2 separate regions of the Mus musculus genome follow, and region 1 is linked to region 2. The links are chromatin contacts, called in public HiChIP or PLAC-seq maps. All regions are on one chromosome and are shown on one strand. The core of a region is the stretch at or near the end of the contact, and the rest is flanking DNA. Distances in the headings are between cores, read along the strand shown.

What was found. HiChIP or PLAC-seq counts read pairs in DNA pulled down with a chosen protein or histone mark.
Region 1: an H3K27ac HiChIP or PLAC-seq map of epiblast stem cells shows a contact between it and region 2, with 5 times the contacts expected there. The contact joins the promoter of Igdcc4 here to the enhancer-like site in region 2. A contact is called at or near these places in 2 of 39 promoter capture datasets (hippocampal neurons and liver), 3 of 115 datasets of contacts at active chromatin or transcription factors (embryonic stem cells, epiblast stem cells and pancreatic cancer cells) and 1 of 9 other capture datasets (liver).

Annotation. Positions count from the first base shown.
Region 1 is chr9:65,099,758-65,104,021 of GRCm38.p6, reverse strand. It overlaps Igdcc4 (immunoglobulin superfamily, DCC subclass, member 4), which reads right to left and starts at 2,536. Exons shown (of 20, transcript NM_020043.3): 1 at 2,424-2,536. The coding sequence starts at 2,487.
Region 2 is chr9:64,118,772-64,123,084 of GRCm38.p6, reverse strand. Lctl (lactase-like) reads right to left here. Exons shown (of 14, transcript NM_145835.2): 3 at 4,142-4,305; 4 at 3,570-3,657; 5 at 3,237-3,346; 6 at 851-979; 7 at 667-762. Among named protein-coding and RNA genes, the nearest start is that of Lctl, 3.8 kb to the right of the region's middle. Within about 2 kb of position 2,039, at least 58 of the 459 cell types and tissues checked have an H3K27ac peak or open chromatin away from gene starts, as enhancers often do. A contact at or near this core is called in embryonic stem cells, epiblast stem cells, liver and 1 more, where this site is marked.

The sequences.
Region 1 (4,264 bases), core at 1,287-3,786, 980 kb before region 2:
TGGGTCCAGTTTCCAGCACCCACATGGTGGCTCCCAACCATGTAACTGCAGTTCCAGTGGATCTGACACTATCAGCTGGCTTCCACAGGCACTGGGCACACATACATGGTGCATAGACGAACACATATAATAAAATAACAAACAAAAAGTCGTCAGTCTATGCTCACACCCTACTGATTCCACTTGCTCAGTATCTTTAGAATCCAGCCACCCAAGCTACTATTCCACTGGCTGCCACCACTCTCTCTTGGATGGCCACCTCTTCCCCAGGACAGGGGCGCTTCCCTCAGTGGGGCAGGAGGGTCTCAGGCCAGAAACTTCAGTGAGACTGGCACTGCACTTTGTGAGCTGGGACTTCCTCCTTCGCCTCCTCTCTGGATATGAGGCCCACCCCTCCCCCACCTGCCCAACTCCCACCGCCATATTCTAAACTCCAGCCAGATTTAGCTTGATGCAATGATGTGAATTAAATCGCCTCCCAGCGTTGGCACCCCCTGCTTGATCTGGAAGACTCCTCCCTCTGCAGGGCTGGCTTTTCCTCTCTCCATCGTTTTCTTCAGAACCTTTCCAGGTCTCCCCAGGAGGAGCCTCTCTTCTGCAGTACCTTGCTAGTCCTGGCTCCTTGTCCTGACCCTATGACGGACAGTCTGGGTCTAGGGCCTTATTCACCACGTTCTGGGCATCAGGCACATGTTAACCTATAAAGAGTGCTCAGCAAATACTGTGAAAAGAAGGGAAGACCTCCACTCTGTAGGGGTGTCTGCAGACTGCAGAGGTTTACACACTCAAAGGAGGTTAAACCAGGGTAAGAATAGTAGTTGCAGTAGCCAGTCAGGTAGCAGACAGGGAGAATCCCAATGCCCGCTCCTCAGTCAGTTCACTGGGAAGAAGAGTCCAGTCTCCCAACACTCTACCCGGTGTCCCGGCCTGAAGCCTCAGAAGTATTTAATAAAGCGCGGGTGCGGTTGCCAGCCAGGATCCCGCGTTCCTGGAGCTTTGGGAAGAACAGGAGGGAGGAGGAGGAGGAGGAAGAGGAGGAGGGGAAGTGCAACTATTCCTTAATCCTTTGGGCTCCGCAAAGACAGACAAGACACCTCTCTGACATTTCCCTGGCGCCGCGTTCACCTGACAACTCCGGGCCCTCCCGCTTCTGCGGCCCAGCCCCACGCACCGAGCTTCTATGGGCTCCCAGCCGGGTTCAGGGTCTCGGAGGGAAAGGGGCGTGTCTTGCGGGGAGAGCAAGGGTCCGAGCTGTTTCCAGCACTCTCCCACCCGCTGTTTTCCTGGAGATGGGCCTGGGGTTGGCCCAGCGGAGGCTCCTTTCCACCACCCCCCGCCTCCCTCCCTGTCTCCCTCCCACGTGGCCTGGCCCAGTCTCTCTGGAAAGCCGCAGCAGCTGGAGAAAAATCCCCCTCCCCACCCCCACTGCCAAGTCCCTCCCCGACTCGCCCCGGACACATCCTTAACTCCCCCCTCGGCAGGGAAGGCAAGAAGTAATCGAACAAAGCGGGCAGCCCATCCCCCTCCAGGCCCTACCACCTAACCTCCTTTGGGCTGTCCCCCAAACGCACACCCCACTGAGAGTGAGAGGGCCGGGGGTGGTAAAAACAGCTTTGGCATACACACTTGGACACTTCGTCTCCCCCCGCCCCCAGTCCTTTCTTTGGTGTGGACAGTTGTGATCCTTACCCTTGACCCTACCCAACACTAGGACCTGGGCACTGGAGGGGGCCTTGCTGATCTCGTCCACGCTTCCCTGGTCCGCCCTTGGGGGTGGGGCAGGAGTGACACGCGTCCCATCCAGAGAGCGAGTGTTGGACGCGTTCGGCAAAGCAACTGGTTTCCTGCCCTTCCCCCAGCCCCACTCCGAACCCTGGGTTTGGGTCCACAACACCTCCACATTCCCCCAACCTCCCTAGCTGGCCCCAGGGGCCACACCCATTGGGCAAAGTTGAGTGTGGTTTTTCTCACCGCCGCCCCCATCAAGAGCAAGGACACTCCCCAAAAGCCAAGGCCAAATATTAGCTCAGTCCCATCCAGTTACACACGCACCCGACACAAATGGAGGTGTAAGTGTACACTCCCTCCCCGCCCGCTCTCTCAGGCACACTCGCGACCGCGAGACGCTTGCGGGCAGGGCAGAATCATGTCCCGCTTGCAGCCACCCGCGCGCTGGCGATGCTACCCGGCGCCTTAGGCACGCGCTGTGGACACGTTCCCCCGCAGGACACCCCCACCCCCGCAGGACACACACATGCAAACCTCACATGCACAAGGGCCACGCGCAGGGGGACACGCACGGTGCCAGGCTGTGCACAGCAAGGACACACACCCCCTGGGGGCAAGTCCCCACAGCCCCCGGCGCGCAAGCATCGCGGGCGCCGGGGACGCCCACTCGCGACTGCGGCCACCCGGGCCCTTACCGCGCGCGGACAGCAGGCAGAAGGTCAGCACCAGGAGCCCGCGGCCCGTGTCCGCCCGCGCCATAGGGCCGGGCTCGGGCCGCTGCCGCCGCGTCCGGGCGCCTGGGCCGCCGCCGGGGGAGGGCGCGCCGGGCGTCAGTGGCTCCGGGAGGCGCGGCGCCGCGGGCGGGGGCGCGGCCTCCGGGGCCGGGGCCCGAGCGGGGGCCGGCGCGGGGGCCGGGGCCGCGGCCAGCTCGCCCGCCCCTCCATCGCCATCTTGGGCTAGCGGCCCACGCGGGGGCGCCCCGCCAGTGTGGCCACCCTGCACCACAGGGGACACGCGCCCGCGCGCCACCAGCCTGCTCCTGCGGCTCACTCAGCACGCGGGAGCCTCCCGCTCCTCGGGTCACCTCAGGCTCCTTTCTGTTCATCTTTTTACCTGAGCCTCTGGATCTCTGTTCCCTAACCCTACCATGACTCTACCTTCAGGGTCGCCTCCACCTCTGTTCCAGGCTCAGTTCACTGAGACCTGTCCTTTTCCAACTCACAGCCTGACCTGAATCCTGTTTAGCCTCTCCACAGGCTGCACCAACAGACTCTCTGAGGACACTACAATTCCTTGTCCCCGCTACCTCTTCCATGCCAAGCTGAGGGATTCTCTTGGCTTCCTTCCTTCCTCCTCAGTAGCCAACCCAGTCTGTACTGTGTTCCACCTCTGTGAGGGACAACGAAGACTTGCTTACCACCATTTTACATACCTGCATACTGGGAATATTTGGGTTTGTAGTGGGGACTCCCTAAGGACAGGAGGCTTAAAGCAGCAGGTGCAGGGCCTGCTAATGGTGTTGAGCCTCCACCGGTCCACTCTCTTTTTCAGAACTGCCTCTTTTCCAACTGAGCTGGCCAGGTTAGTTGCCTCAGTGTGTCTAAAGCTGGGGGAATCAAATGTCAGGTTGGGTTGGGGAGAGAAAAACATACTAAACGTCTATTTAAAATGATGCGTTTGTGATGGGAGAGATGGCTCAGCGGTTAGAGTGCTTATTGCATTTGCAGAGGACCTAGATTTGGTTCCGGTACCCACCCAGGCGACTCACATCAGTCTGTAACTCTAGCTCCAGGAGGTCTGATACCACTGGGCTCTGTGGCATCTGCACCTACAAGCAGACACACAATTAGATACAATTTAAAATAAATAAAAATTATATATATATATCCGGATTTTGAGGCTAGAGAGGTGGCCCAGTGGCTAGAGTGCTTCCTGCCCTAACAAAGGACCTGGGTTCTGCTCCCAGCACCCATATGACAGCCATAACCATCTGTAATTCCATTTCCAATGAATCTGATGCCCTCTTCTGGGCTTTGTAGGCACTTTCCTGCACATGGTGCACATAAACTCATGCAAGTACACACATACACATAAAAAAAAATTTTTTTTTAAAGGAAAAATGCTACATTCTTCCTTTTCTTGTATCCATTGGCATCCCCATGATTTAGAATCATTTCCATTCCGGCTCACATGCTGCCAGTAAGTTCTATCCCTTTTGGGGAGGAAGAAGTTCCTGTACCCTCAAACCCATTATGTAGTCAAAGATGTCCTTGAGCCTTTGATCCTCTGGCCTCTGCCTCTGGAGTGCTGGGATGACCAGTATGCACCCCCAGGCCCTGTTAATGATAGCGGGGCTCTGAAACCAGGGCTCCTCACAGGTTAATCACATACTCAGCCAGCTGAGCCGCAGTCCCACTATGTCTGTACTTAGCAGATCTAAGGGACCCTGGCAAGGTCCTGCCTCAGCCTCGTTTTATCCCAGGGCTATCATTAGCAATTCATTCGATTACTCCTTCCTTGAAACCAAGTGATCTCC
Region 2 (4,313 bases), core at 790-3,289:
TCTTCCCAGGCATGAGTGCAGGTCAGTGTGTCACCATAGTCTATCCTGCCAGCCAAGTGTCCACTGGGACAAGTTCCGCCAGACTTTGCATCCCCAACATCACTCCACCCGTGTCTTGTAGGCAAGCCACTGTCTCTTCTCCCCTTTGGCCTTCCGTATATGCTAAGCATCTTCTCTGAACTCCTTCTTCCCACCCACGCTCTGATAGCCAATTGGCAGCCCTGAAGATTTCCTCTGTAAGTCATCAAGCGGAGACCAACCCCCTTCCCCAGCCCAGGTACCTTAAACTGGAAAAGACCGGTTCTGCCTTGCTTCCTTGATGCTTCCAAACTGTTCCTCCCTCTTCCTTCCAAAACCGCAGGCCTTGACCAGTGACTGCCCTGATCCTTCCCGCTGCTCTTCACGTCCTCTGGTTTTTTCCTTCTATCCTTGCAGGGTTTGGCCTTATCTACTGCCCCGTACCCCCTTCCCTTCACCGGTGATTCCTCACTGAGTTTATAAAGTTTCCAAATGTCCCCTATCCTCTTGCTAAGATCATAAACAGTACCCACTGTAGAACCTCTGCCGAAGTGGGCTGGCACTGAGAGCATATCTGATGTGGTAGAGGATCAGTGTGACCCCTGAGACAATGACCCCTCCTGGAGCCTAAGAAGGATCCGGCCTTACCTTAATGATATGGTGTGCAGCCACATATAGGCCAGTGCCCTGGAGCCTCAGGCCTGGTGCGTGGAGACCGGTCTCATAACCTTTTTCTACCATTGTCTGCAGAGACAGCAATGGGGACCCCAGGATCGCGAGAGACAGCAGGGTACCTCCCTGTCTCCCCATATGAAGAAGAGGCTCTACTTACCCGAGGATCACTGAATGTGAGCCAATGCTTCACTCGGTCCCCAAAGACCTCAAAGCATAGGTCAGCATAGTCACTGAAGTATCGGGTCATACTCACATTCTGCCACCCGCCGTATGCTACCTGGAGCATCTGTCAACAGAGAGAGAGGCTGGTGCCCTGGGGAGACTATGGAGTAGGTTGGCAAAGTCTCTGGGTAAAGCATGGGTGACTATAATGTAAGAATGGAAGCAAAGAGCCGGCTGTGGTGGCTTTAATCCCAGCAGTCGGGAGGCAGAGGCAGAGGGATTTCTGAGTTCGAGGCCAACCTGGTCTACAGAGTGAGTTTCAGGACAGCCAGGGCTATACAGAGAAACCCTGTCTGGAAAAACCAAAAAAAAAAAAAAAAAAAAAAGAAAGAAAGAAAAAAAAAAAGAATGGAAGCAAAGATACAGGGGGGTGTGGGAGGAGCACAGAGGCTCTGCTGCAAGGGAGCATCCTTTAAGCCTAACTGGAGGGATCAGAGGAAGCTGGAAATGCCTGCTTAGGAAGAAGCTGACAGGCCTAGGGGCACGTGCCTCTCAGCCTAGCACTCAGGAGGTAGATGCAGGAGGATCAGAAATTCAGGGTAGCCTGGCAACCGTCGCGCACGCCTTTAATCTCGGCACTCGGGAGGCAGAGGCAGGTGGATCTCTGAGTTTGAGGCCAACCTGGTTTACAAAGTGAGTTCCAGCCACGATTTTTTGAGATCTTATCTAAAAAAAAAAAAAAAAAAAAAAAAAAAAAGTTCAGGGTCATCCTCACGTACTTAGCAAGATTGAGGTCTGGGTGAGTGGATCCCAGGTGAGATGTGATATTGGGGAACGTCTAGAATATTCATTGTGACAGCTGGAGGAGGCCTGTCGCTGGTAGGAGAGCGCTGGGGAGGATTCGGAGGGTCTTACTGAAGTCAAGGCACTGCCTGGAGCCTCTGCTATTAGTGTGAGGTAATAAAAACCTCTATGGCAGAAGCCCATAGTGGAAAAACTGCAAGCCTATTGTGTCCTCTGCCCCAGCTAACTGGTAGCTTTGCAACCCAGTTTCCAGTTGCAGTAGCTGGCAGCTGGAAGTCTCAGGCCACGCCTCCAGCCTCTAGCCCCGCCCCACAGCAAGTCCCTCCCACTCAGAAGCCTTCATGGTTCCCGGCTCCTCCTTTTATCCTTCTGTGCCCGGAGTAGTACCTCCCTTCTCCTTCCCCCTCCACAGACCTCTGGACCCAGCACCGACTGGTACAGGTCACAGACTGTTATACCAATGGCTTGGCTGTGACCTCTGTGGGGCCCAGGTGAAGGAAGGAAAACTGCCTGAATGTTGACAGCGATTTTCTGAAGCATTCTGGTATATGGCTGGGCATGGTGGCTATGGACGAGGGCAAGAGGTTCTGCCTCAAACAAAGGAAATGAAAAAAACTGGGGGAATACACTGTGTCACCAAACCTGAGTCCAAACGCGTTTACGCTTCTTTAGCTCAGGGGTAGAGGGCTTGCCTAGCAAGTACAGGGTCCTGGGTTCAGTACCCAACAGCATACATAGACACAGGACTATTTTTTTCCTTATGCCGAATGTTCTGGGAAACATTAGGATCCCACTCTTCATTTACTACAAGCAGCATAGCCTCCCAGATAATGCTTTGTAAGTGTCTATGTACCGAGAGTGGGGGCTGAATCAACTTCAGGTTTTGAGTTTTTTTGTTTTGTTGTTGTTTTTTTTCGAGACAGGGTTTCTCTGTGTAGTCCTGGCTGTTCTGGAACTCACTTTGTAGACCAGGCTGGCCTTGAACTCAGAAATCCTCCTGTCTCTGCCTCCCAAGTGCTGGGATTAAAGGCGTGCGCCACCACCGCCCGGCAACTTCAGGTATTTTAATTACTCTCCAGATTATTTTTGAGACGGAAACTCAGGGATTTGATTCTGCTACGTTGGATGGCCATCTCACCAAATGCTAGGATTACAGGCACATCCTACCCGCCATGCCTGGCTTTTTATGTGAGTGCTGAAGACGGTCCAATGAGCCATCTCTCCAGCCCCATGGATGTTATGAACCCTCCACACGAACAGGATCCAGTAAAAAAAACCGACATAGCTAGTTCATGCCTTTCTCCCTTCTGCCTCTGCCTCGTGGGGACACAGCGCCCCCTAGAGGACGCAGTGTTCAAGACACCATTTTGGAAGCACAGGCCAGTCCCTAGAACTAAGACAAGCTAATAATGATTTTAACTTCACCAGGCTGTGGCATTCTGTCAGAGCAGCACAAATAAGTTAAGACAACCACTCACCACATCTTTCTGACCAGAGTCAGACTCTAGGCTCTGGCCGTTTTTTTGGACACTGTTAGTCCTCACACCAGGCTCCCTCCTGCTGAACCAAGGCCTCACCTGTGGTAGGTCCCAGTGGTGCAAGGTCACAACGGGGGTGATGTTGCTCTTCAGGAGAGCGTCAATGAAATCGCTGTAGAATTTGATTCCTCTCTTGTTCACCTGTTCAGCTGTAAGTGAAACAGAACTCAGGGCTTTCCTCTGGGGCACAACATTCTTGGGTCTCCTGGCCTTCTGCAGGCTGAAGCAACCATAGCCCAGTGTCCTGAGCCATAGAAGAATGCCATCGATATACCTGGAGCTCAGTTACCTGCTGAGCCCATGCTCCTGGGCTGGTCACCCTTGCCTGACACTGATCCCCACAGAGCCTGGGGAGGGACTGTTATCACTCACCTCTGACCCCCGTGGGCAGGAGCCGCGGCCAAGACAGGGAAAATCGGTAGTGGCTGACTTGTAGTTCCTTCAGCAGGGCAATGTCCTCCTGTATAGATAGGGTGGGGAAGCAGGGATAGGTCACCTGGGCTATGAGGGAGCAGGAGACAAGTCTTGGGGGCCTCAAGGATGTCCTCTAAAATGACGATACTATGAGTTCCGGCTCCACACTGGGCAATGTGATCACATACAGAAGTCCATGCAAGATTGTCTGTAAACTTGAAGGAGAACAGGGGATCTGAGAGTGAGCTGCCCCATGCCCTCCTGCAGGTTTTGGGGCCAAGTCACTGTTTGTTGTTGTTGTTGTTGTTGTTGTTGTTGTTGTTTTGGCACCTGGTTGCTGGCCCTTCTCATTTTTCCTCTTCCTACACCCTGGCACTCCCAGCCTCATCCACCACTGCCTCGCGCTCTCTTGGGCTGTGCTGGGTACAGTTTGTTTAGCAGAACATCAGGTTGATATTGTCAGTGAGATGCCCCCATATGCCACTCACCACCTCTCAGGCAGGATGGCACACACAACCCCCTTCACGCACCTGAACTTTATAGTAGCTGTCACAGGCTGTGTCTGCTGTGTCACCTCCTAGCACCTGTTCCTTTCTGCCATGTGTGAAGGCATCCCAGATGCTGGGCCCTTTCCCATCCTCGTCCCATGCACCTTCTGTCTGGTAGGCAGAACTGCCCACGCCCCAGGAGAAGCCTGTAGAG